2 separate regions of the Mus musculus genome follow, and region 1 is linked to region 2. A link is a contact called in public HiChIP or PLAC-seq data. All regions are on one chromosome and are shown on one strand. Each heading gives the region's core, a stretch centred on a gene start, on an enhancer-like site or on the middle of the called end of the contact. The rest is flanking DNA. Distances are from core to core; before and after follow the strand shown. Region 1 holds the start of Zdhhc5 (zinc finger, DHHC domain containing 5). Region 2 overlaps Itgav (integrin alpha V).

Region 1 (4,384 bases), core at 630-3,129, 970 kb before region 2:
AACCAACACCCAAAAGCTGCCTGAACTCTGTCTGCCTTCTCTCTCTCTCTCTCTCTCTCTCTCTCTCTCTCTCTCTCTCTCTCTCTGTCTCAAACAAATAGTTTTCCTATTTAAAAAGGTAGGAAAATCAAGAATGCTTCACTTGTTAAGTAGAGAAAATAAAGCTTTAAAATCCTAGAGAAATAAATGAAATTTGACCCATCTTAAGGAAACATTATTTTATAGGCAGAATATACTTGATAGGGTAAATGTTGTACCTCCAAATAATACTTTAAAATTATTCATAATGCTGAAGATTTTTAAAAATTCTCTCCTTAGACCGCTCTATTGGCCGTGCTACCTACTTCCTCCATGTGTGATGTGTGAGCCACAGCCCAGGCCATACCACCATTCTGCCATGGTCTGAGAATTTACCCCACAGACGTCTTCGCCAACGGATTTTTCAAAATAAAGTTCCACTCCTTAAAACATGTATGCTCGTAACGGTTCCAATAAACGCTGCATTTAAGCCAGTAGTAAAAATGATAAGGGATAAGACTAGAGTCTAAAGAAAAAAGGGTAGATTTTTTTTTTTCTTTTCTTTAACTGGATGCCTAAGGCTGAAGTGTCAAAGTTAAATCAGTAACATTTGAAGTGAAGTCAAGGAAACAATGACAGGACTTGGAAATAACCCTGAACGAGACCTTCGCTTCAGGGAAGCGGCTCGGGGATATCTTTTTGAAGGGCTGTTATGTAACAGAGCTCCTTTACAAATGAGAGGTGGCCTGAAGCTGTAAGAGGAGAGCCCTATGGCAAAGCCACCGGGTCCACAGCCGTCTCGGCTTAATTAGGGCAAAATGTAGTGCCGCGATCTTCGGAGAGTTAGCCAGCAGCTCGCCAGGGACAGGAGCTATTCTAGAAAGACTTTTCTTTTCAGCCTGCTTTCTCAAATTGGGTGAGGTCAGGGCGCCCATTCCTCGTGTAGTCGTGGAGGTGTCTACGCCTCGCACCGCGCACTCCCAGTGCTTCACTCCATCGGCAAGCACTGTAAATCTAGGGATAGCAGCCGAGCTCCTTCATCTAACCCAGCCTTGGACAGAACCCTCTCCTCAGACTGTTCAATGGGCCGTGCGCCTCCTTCCTCCATAGGTGAGGCCATACCACCACTCAGGAATTCTGCCACGGTCTGAGAATTTACCCCACTGACGCTTTCGCCAACGGATTGTTTTAAATAAAGTTTCAGTCCTTAAAGAAAAAAAAAAAAAAAAAAAGTGTGTGTGTTGGAGGGGCTGCCCGACCGAATCCTCACACCAATGAATGAAGAGGCAAGGAAGGAAGCCGGAAAGGCTTAACGGTGATTGGCTATCGTAGATGCTTTTCAGGACTGTACCAGGCCAACTCGGAGGAGGCTGGTGAACTAAGAAAGGGCATCTGCTTGTTTTTGAGCACTTCCGGTACATACGTAGAATTTTTTTTGCTTAAAAGTTTTTCTTGACTACACTACAAATGGGAAAGCGGACAAAATAAGAGAAAGATCTCGCCAGACCAGTTCCTCGTCCCCAAACCGGCGCAGTTCGCCATGTCCCCTCTCCCGACCATCCAGCCAGACACGACGGCCAGGCGCGCGCGCTCCCGTGTCACTACGTGTTTGCGGCGCCGTGCCCCTGCAGCCAATCAGAAGGCGAGGTCGCCGCGGTCGCCCGCGGTCGCGCGCACGCTCTAGAGCGCCGTGGGGGCGGGGGTTAGGGGGTGAATGGAAGAGTGAACGGGGGCGGGCTCGGCGGCGCGAGCCGCATGAATGAGAAGAACGTGCCCCGCGAGAGACGTCGCCCGCGCCCGCGCCCGCGCCCGGGAGCCAATGGGAACGTCGTGAGGCTACAGACCGGAGGCTGAGGGCAGCGGCCGCGCGCCGGCCGCACAGAGGCGAGCGTCGGCCGTCGGGAGCGCGCGGCGGCGGGGCGGGCGTGGAGCGTGCGGGGGCCGCGCGCTGCCTCTCAGAGGCCAGACGGCACTGCTGGGAGGCGGCGGCGACAACGACGGCGGTGACAACGACGGCGGCGGTGACGGGCGCCGCGCCGGGGGTGAGTACCGGGGACGCTGGCCCCTGCGGAACCGGAAGTGCTGGGCTAGTGAGGTGGGAGGGGAGAGTGACCTCTAGGGAAGGGGGACCGCGGAGGGGAGGAGGTTAAGGCCCTACCCCTCCTCGGGCTGTACGGGCCCCGAAACGGACGCCCGCAGACTAAGAGAGCCGCGGCCGCCCGCCGGGGCTTGGACCCGGTTGGTGCCCGGCTGCCCAGTTGCGGAGCCGCCGCCCCTTCCTTCCCCGGCCCGCGGTTCTCTCAGCTCCGGCGGGCCCTGCGCGCGGTGGATTCCGTGTTTTCTGGGCCAGGGGTAGTCAGTCCTGCCCCCGGTGATGACTCCCACTGCTCCAGCTGCCGGCCGGGGACTGTACTCCTTTTACCGCTCCGCGGTTCAGGCCCCTCGCCCTACACTCCACTGGTCCTTATTTTGGTTAGAGCTTCGTCCTGTGGTTACCTGTTCTTTCTCCCATCCATCGGCTGCTTCTCCCTACCCCCCACCAGCCAGGTGCTCCATGCTTTTATGCTTTTAGTACTTTGTACTTTATTTTACAAGTAGGGCTTGAATGTATCTGACAGTATTTTATCACTAGCCGTCTATTCCTGGGGAAGTTTAAAGTTCCTTAACCAGTTGGCCAAATGAAACCACTAAAACGAGAAACAAGAAAGTGACTAAAGTTATTAGAAGTAGTCGTAGAATAGATACATGTTACATTGCAGACCATTTTTGTCCTCTTGGGTTTACTTCCTGGTTAATGCCATCTTGTCCAGGATAATCTTAGGTTAGATCTCCATCCTTTTATCCCAGTGTGAGCCTGCTTTGTATCAGACAGATCTGTCCGGTGCTCATGAATGCATACAAATTCATCTAGTGTTTGTAAGAATTCTATCGCCAGGTACTTGGGCACCTACGTCGATCTGTAATAATACTCTTTTTAAACTTCTTCTTGGATCTTTCCTTCATAGCATGTATTCATTCTTCTATATGACATCTCCATTTCTATATATTCAAATTTAGTGTTCTGTGCTATAAGGTTTGGTTATTTTAACAAATAATACATGTGCTGTCCACTGCACTGCTCCAAAGGAACTACTTATATCAAACCTTATGAAAGTCTTCAAACTACACATCTTGAATTGTTTGTTGTTGTTTTGAGACAGGATCTCTGTACATAACTGTTGCTGCCCTGGAATTCACTTTGTAAGACCAAGCTGATTTCTAACTCAGAGTTCTGACTTCCTGTGCCTCCCAAGTGCTGGGATTGAGGTCGAGAGCTACCACACCTGGCTCTGTATTGTTTGTTTTATACATACATATTTTCACTCAGTGATTTTTTTCCCCCTCAGTCAGCATGTGTCACGAACATTCTTGTCCACTTTAGTGATACTGTTGTGGATACACCAGCTTGTGACTGATGAACCACACTCGCCTTTCCGGTTTCGTCCCTTCTCTTTCTGCACCACATTCCTTTGATAAGACTTGGTGTGTTGATATTTATACCCAATAAATTATTTTATCTTGTCCCTTCTAATATCTATCTTAACATTTCAGACGATGGTCTCATTTATATTTCAGTATGCGGTTCCATAATTGCATGTACTGTACCGTGGCAGAATTAGTCTGTGTGGCTTTCGTCCTGTAGTAAATGTGACCTGCAATAGTATAGGATTCACTTTACGTAATAGTTAGGTAATTTTCCTTTTATCTTTGGAGTTTTGAGGGAAACGGTTCCTTTAATAATACTGTCTACAAATCAAATTTGCTTGTTCCAGTTGATAAAGATATTTAGGCCTAAAGTCAGGAAACAGAAATAAGCATAAAATCAGGACTAAATAGGATCTGGTTTTTAGTTGGACCATAGAAACTTAATGGAATCTTTGGGCCTTCTTTCTAATGTTACTTAACCCTCCCCCCTCCCTCCCTCCTTCCCCCCTCTCTCCCATCTTATTTATTTATTAAATTTTTCTTTTGGGACAAAGTCTTACTATGTAGCCCTTGCTGGCCTGGAAGCTATGCATACCAGGATGGCTTGGAGAGATCCACCTGCCTCTGCTTTTCTTTTTCTTTCTTTCTTTCTTTCTTTCTTTTTTTTTTTTTTTTTTTTCCCCAAGACAGGGTTTCTCTGTATAGCTCTGGCTGTCCTGGAACTCATTCTGTAGACCAGGTTGACCTCGAATTCTAGAAATCCGCCTGCCTCTTCCTTCCAAGCGCTGGGATTAAAGGTGTGCGCCACCACGCCTGGCTCTGCCTCTGTTTCTTGAGTGCGGAGATTAAAGGCATTCACCACCACAACCGAGTGGTGACAGTAGCAGGCTCCTTTGCCTTC
Region 2 (4,048 bases), core at 360-2,859:
AAGGAAGTGTGAATAGAGTGGGCGGGAGAAAGCAAGGAAAGGCCGCTCTCCAAACAAACCCACAGGCAGCTCATTCAGGACCTGGCGGGGACTGGCAGCCACTCTGGAACACATGAGGGAAGTAAATATTTTGAGTCACAGCCCCGAAGTCGCTGCTGTCCCGCTGTCACTATGCTGAACCACCCAGACTGCTGGACTGTGTTGCCACTCTTAAAAAGGAAATAAAATACAGATCGGGGATTCCAGGGCTGGAAGAAACATTGTTTTTTGGGGGGTTTTTTTTTGTTTGTTTGTTTTGGTTTGTTTTTTGTTTTTTGTTTTTTTTTTACCTCAAATGTGTTGGACAACTGGCTCATATTACCCAAATAAACTTGGGGGGGGGGGTGCACAGTGGCCTGCTTTGAATCCCAGCAGAGACAAGCAGATCTTCCGTGAGTTCAAGGCTAATACACAAATCAAGTTCTAAGACAGCCAGGACTACACAGAGAAACTCTATTTTAAAACTAATAAAAATAAATATAAAATCATGAAGCAAATCACTAGAGACTTGAAAATTAAACCCTCTTTTTTTTTTTTTTTTTTTTTTTTTTACAATCTTCCAAAATATGTTCTTTGTGCCCCACCAAACTCCCAGGAGGGCATGTTTCCTTCAGGGCAGAAGCCGTAACAGGAGCACCCAGTCAGTGTGAGTATCGAATGCTCTCCAGAGTGTTTCACAAGCCACTGCCCAGACATGAGGGTTCAGCTTGCTGGAGAACTAAACTATCATTAACATTATGCTGAATTTTAAGATGAAGATACCCTGGTACCCTAAAACAGATAGTTTTTTCTCTTCTCTTTATGACTAAAGAACATCTTTTGGACTAGATTATACCACTCTTTTTAAATGAGAAATGCTGAAATATCCAAAAGAAATACGAGAGAAGCTTCTACTTAGAAGTCAAACGTGTTTTCGGCCATTGGGTTCCTATTCATTACTATGGGTTCTGTAAATAACTAGATGATTTGGGTCCTTAGAGAATTTGTTGGTTTTTGTTTGCTAAAACAAGCTGTCAAAACAATGTCATCCCGCCGGGCGGTGGTGGTGCACACCTTTAATCCCAGCACTCGGGAGGCAGCGGCAGGTGGATTTCTGAGTTCGAGGCCAGCCAGGTCTACAGGGTGAGTTCCAGGACAGCCAGGATTAAACAGAGAAACTCTGTCTTGAAAAACCAAAAAAAAAAAACCAAAAAACAAAAAACAAAAAACAAAAAAAACCAAAAAAAAACCTTCCTCGAGCAGTTTTCTACTCCAAATAAAACTTCAACTTGGATATTAGTAAAAAATAAATTTGGGTGAGAAAGAAAAAAAAAAAACCTCTCAATAGAAGTTATTATTTATGTGAAACTTTCAAGGTCAGAGGAAGAAAGCCCTTTGATCATTCATTAAAATCCTCTGTCTAGATGGTAGGGATGCAGCCGGGAATGAGGCCCAAGGCCTCTGCTGCTCTTGGTGAAGGACACCTTTGGGAGCAATGTGGCTGTCAGCTGTCATTCTGCTGGTCACCAGGGTGATTCAGCTGATCTGGCTGGTGCATGTCCCCTCCTCCTCTCATACTCTATGTGTCCCTACCGAAGCTGGCTGCTGTTACTAATTTCCACAGAACTATCTGGAAACATTGTTTACCTAAGACAGCTATCCTCTAAAGATAAACAAGAAGAGTCAGCAAAGTGTATCCGGAAGAAACAGGCTGGAGCTCATTTTTCTGGGTACCAGCACTGTTTATTTAGCCTTATTCAGACTCTTCCCCCCTCATCCCACCAGCCACCATCTCCGAGGTTCTGCAGGAACACAGCACAAAGAACACAGGCTTGTGTGAGCCGACTGCTCTCTCAATGCTGGATTGTTTCCTGCTAGTGTTGGGGAGGAAGTGATCCGGAGAACTTCAAACAGTTACAAACAAAATCCCTTTACTGGAGATTCGAAAAGAAAAATAAAATAAAATCAACCCCAGTCTTGAGCGAATGAATGGACATGAGTCGGATCAAACTGTGAGAAGTAGGATTTAAAGGGATCATGTGAAACTGGTTGGTCAAATGTTACTGATATTAAATAAGATATTATTAGCTATATGTTAATCGATAAAAAAGAACTAGATAAAAGTATGTATTCCTAAGGTGCTCCAATCCCACAGTTCTGAACCAGGAGATGACTGATTCTGTCGGAAGATACATGCTCATTAAAGAAAAATCTTTACTCTAAATTCACACTGTAGCAAAAGAACACTATGTTTCATTTGTTTTAACTTTGTAATTTATAAAGGCTACTATAAATGTACAATCTAGACATATCTCTAAAAGACAGAAAAACTCACCAGAAGGAGGAAGTTAGACTTGCAGAAAGCTGTTTTCCAGTCTACCTAAGTGTATTAGCTTCAATAAGCTGGGGAGTGTACACCACGGAGGCCATTTTTACATTTGTTATTTAAAGCAAAGCCTAGGAATGGGGGAGGAGTGGGAGGGGGAATAACTTTACCGCATTCTTCTGGATGAGAGTCTGCCTGGCCAGGCTTGTCCGCTGCCTGCAGCTGAAACCTAGAAACACGCTTGAGCGTTGCAGTAACAGGATGTTCAGGGTGAAAAGGGGAACCTTACATCTGACCTTCTCTAGGATGAAGTTAGATCCTTCTACTTTTAAAAGACCCTATTCGTAAGCTTGCAGTCAAGCCTGTATTTCCAAGGAAAGAGGAGGGTGTTCCTTCCCCAGTGAAGATCAATGTTCCTTCCCCAGTGGAGATCAACAGACCATGATCATGGAAGGGGAGGGAGTGGCGGTGTGTTATATATGCTTTCAGAGGTGTGGATGCCCACATCCATGCTCATGTATGCAGAGGCCAGAGGCCTGGTCCTCCTTTATCGCTCTCTGCCTTATTCCCTTGAGACAGGGTCTCTCACTGGACCTGAAGCTAGTCTGGCAGCCAGCGTGCCCCAGTGACCCTCCTGTCTCTGCCAACCACAGGGCTGGAATAAGAGGCACATGAGGCCACTTGCAACTGGAAAAGACTCTTTTTATAATAAATAAAACTGGGTACTGATCAGTCTGTTAGTAACATCTGCTTCCTTGGAAAAGGAAAACACGTGGCAATAAGAGGGTTTTGCCAAAAGTCACAATAACAGAGAATATGTTGTAAACCAAGACATAACTCAACAGCCACAATTATCTCTATTTCTTTCCTTTCTTGTAATTCCTTTTTCATGATTACTCTTCACCCAGATCTAGTAACAGGCTGTAATAAACAATCTATTCTTCCCTTGTGTAGCATAGCACTTTGCTATCTAGAAAGTGAATTCAAGCCGTGGACTCCTTTGATCTACATGACAACTCTGCTTTCTCTGACAACCCAGGAGACTGATGCGATGAGCAAATGTTAATCACTTTTCCAAGGTCACCCAGTAAGTATCCGAGCCTGAATCCCAGTCTTCTAAGTCAAGTTTGCTTTCCAAGTAACCACAGCTGCCAACAGAAAAAGAACGAGAGAAGGAGCTGAGCCTACTTATATAAACACAGCTCTTGCTGGAAGCAGCCTTCAGCATAACCAATATCGACTTTTAAAACATGTAAAGAGATTCCGGCCAATAGAATAACACCACTCCAACCGAGATGTACGTCCTACTTCCCAGAACCTTCCTAGGTAATAAAAGACTTGGCAGGTGTGATCAGTCACATCATCCGCCAACGTCTGGGTGTGTCCAAGAAGGGCCAGGACGAGCATCAGTAGAGGGAGGCAGCACTGGATCCTGTGAACACCGCTGGCCTTAGCTGAAGGAAGAAGCCAGAAGCTCCAGGTTCCCCGCTATTGGCTCCGAGAGAAATGCAGGGTAGCCCAGTGAGATCCATTGCAGATATCTAACTTCTAGGACTGGCTGTAATAACCCTGTGTTGTTGAAAGACATCTAGGGATAGAGGAAAAGCTCAGTGGTCATGTTTTCCACACACAGGTCCTGAGTTCAATCTCCAGCAATAAAAAAGAAAGAAACCAGGGTTGAGATAGCTTTGACACCAGCAATAG

What was found. HiChIP or PLAC-seq counts read pairs in DNA pulled down with a chosen protein or histone mark.
Region 1: an H3K27ac HiChIP or PLAC-seq map of microglia shows a contact between it and region 2, with 15 times the contacts expected there. The contact joins the promoter of Zdhhc5 here to the enhancer-like site in region 2. A contact is called at or near these places in 3 of 39 promoter capture datasets (the C10 cell line, cranial neural crest and frontonasal cranial neural crest), 6 of 115 datasets of contacts at active chromatin or transcription factors (astrocytes, bone marrow-derived macrophages, embryonic stem cells and 3 more) and 1 of 9 other capture datasets (liver).

Annotation. Positions count from the first base shown.
Region 1 is chr2:84,712,659-84,717,042 of GRCm38.p6, reverse strand. It overlaps Zdhhc5 (zinc finger, DHHC domain containing 5), which reads left to right and starts at 1,879. Exons shown (of 12, transcript NM_144887.4): 1 at 1,879-2,060.
Region 2 is chr2:83,738,437-83,742,484 of GRCm38.p6, reverse strand. The region is part of intron 2 of Itgav (integrin alpha V); the gene reads right to left. Among named protein-coding and RNA genes, the nearest start is that of Itgav, 16 kb to the right of the region's middle. Within about 2 kb of position 1,609, at least 86 of the 459 cell types and tissues checked have an H3K27ac peak or open chromatin away from gene starts, as enhancers often do. A contact at or near this core is called in astrocytes, bone marrow-derived macrophages, liver and 2 more, where this site is marked.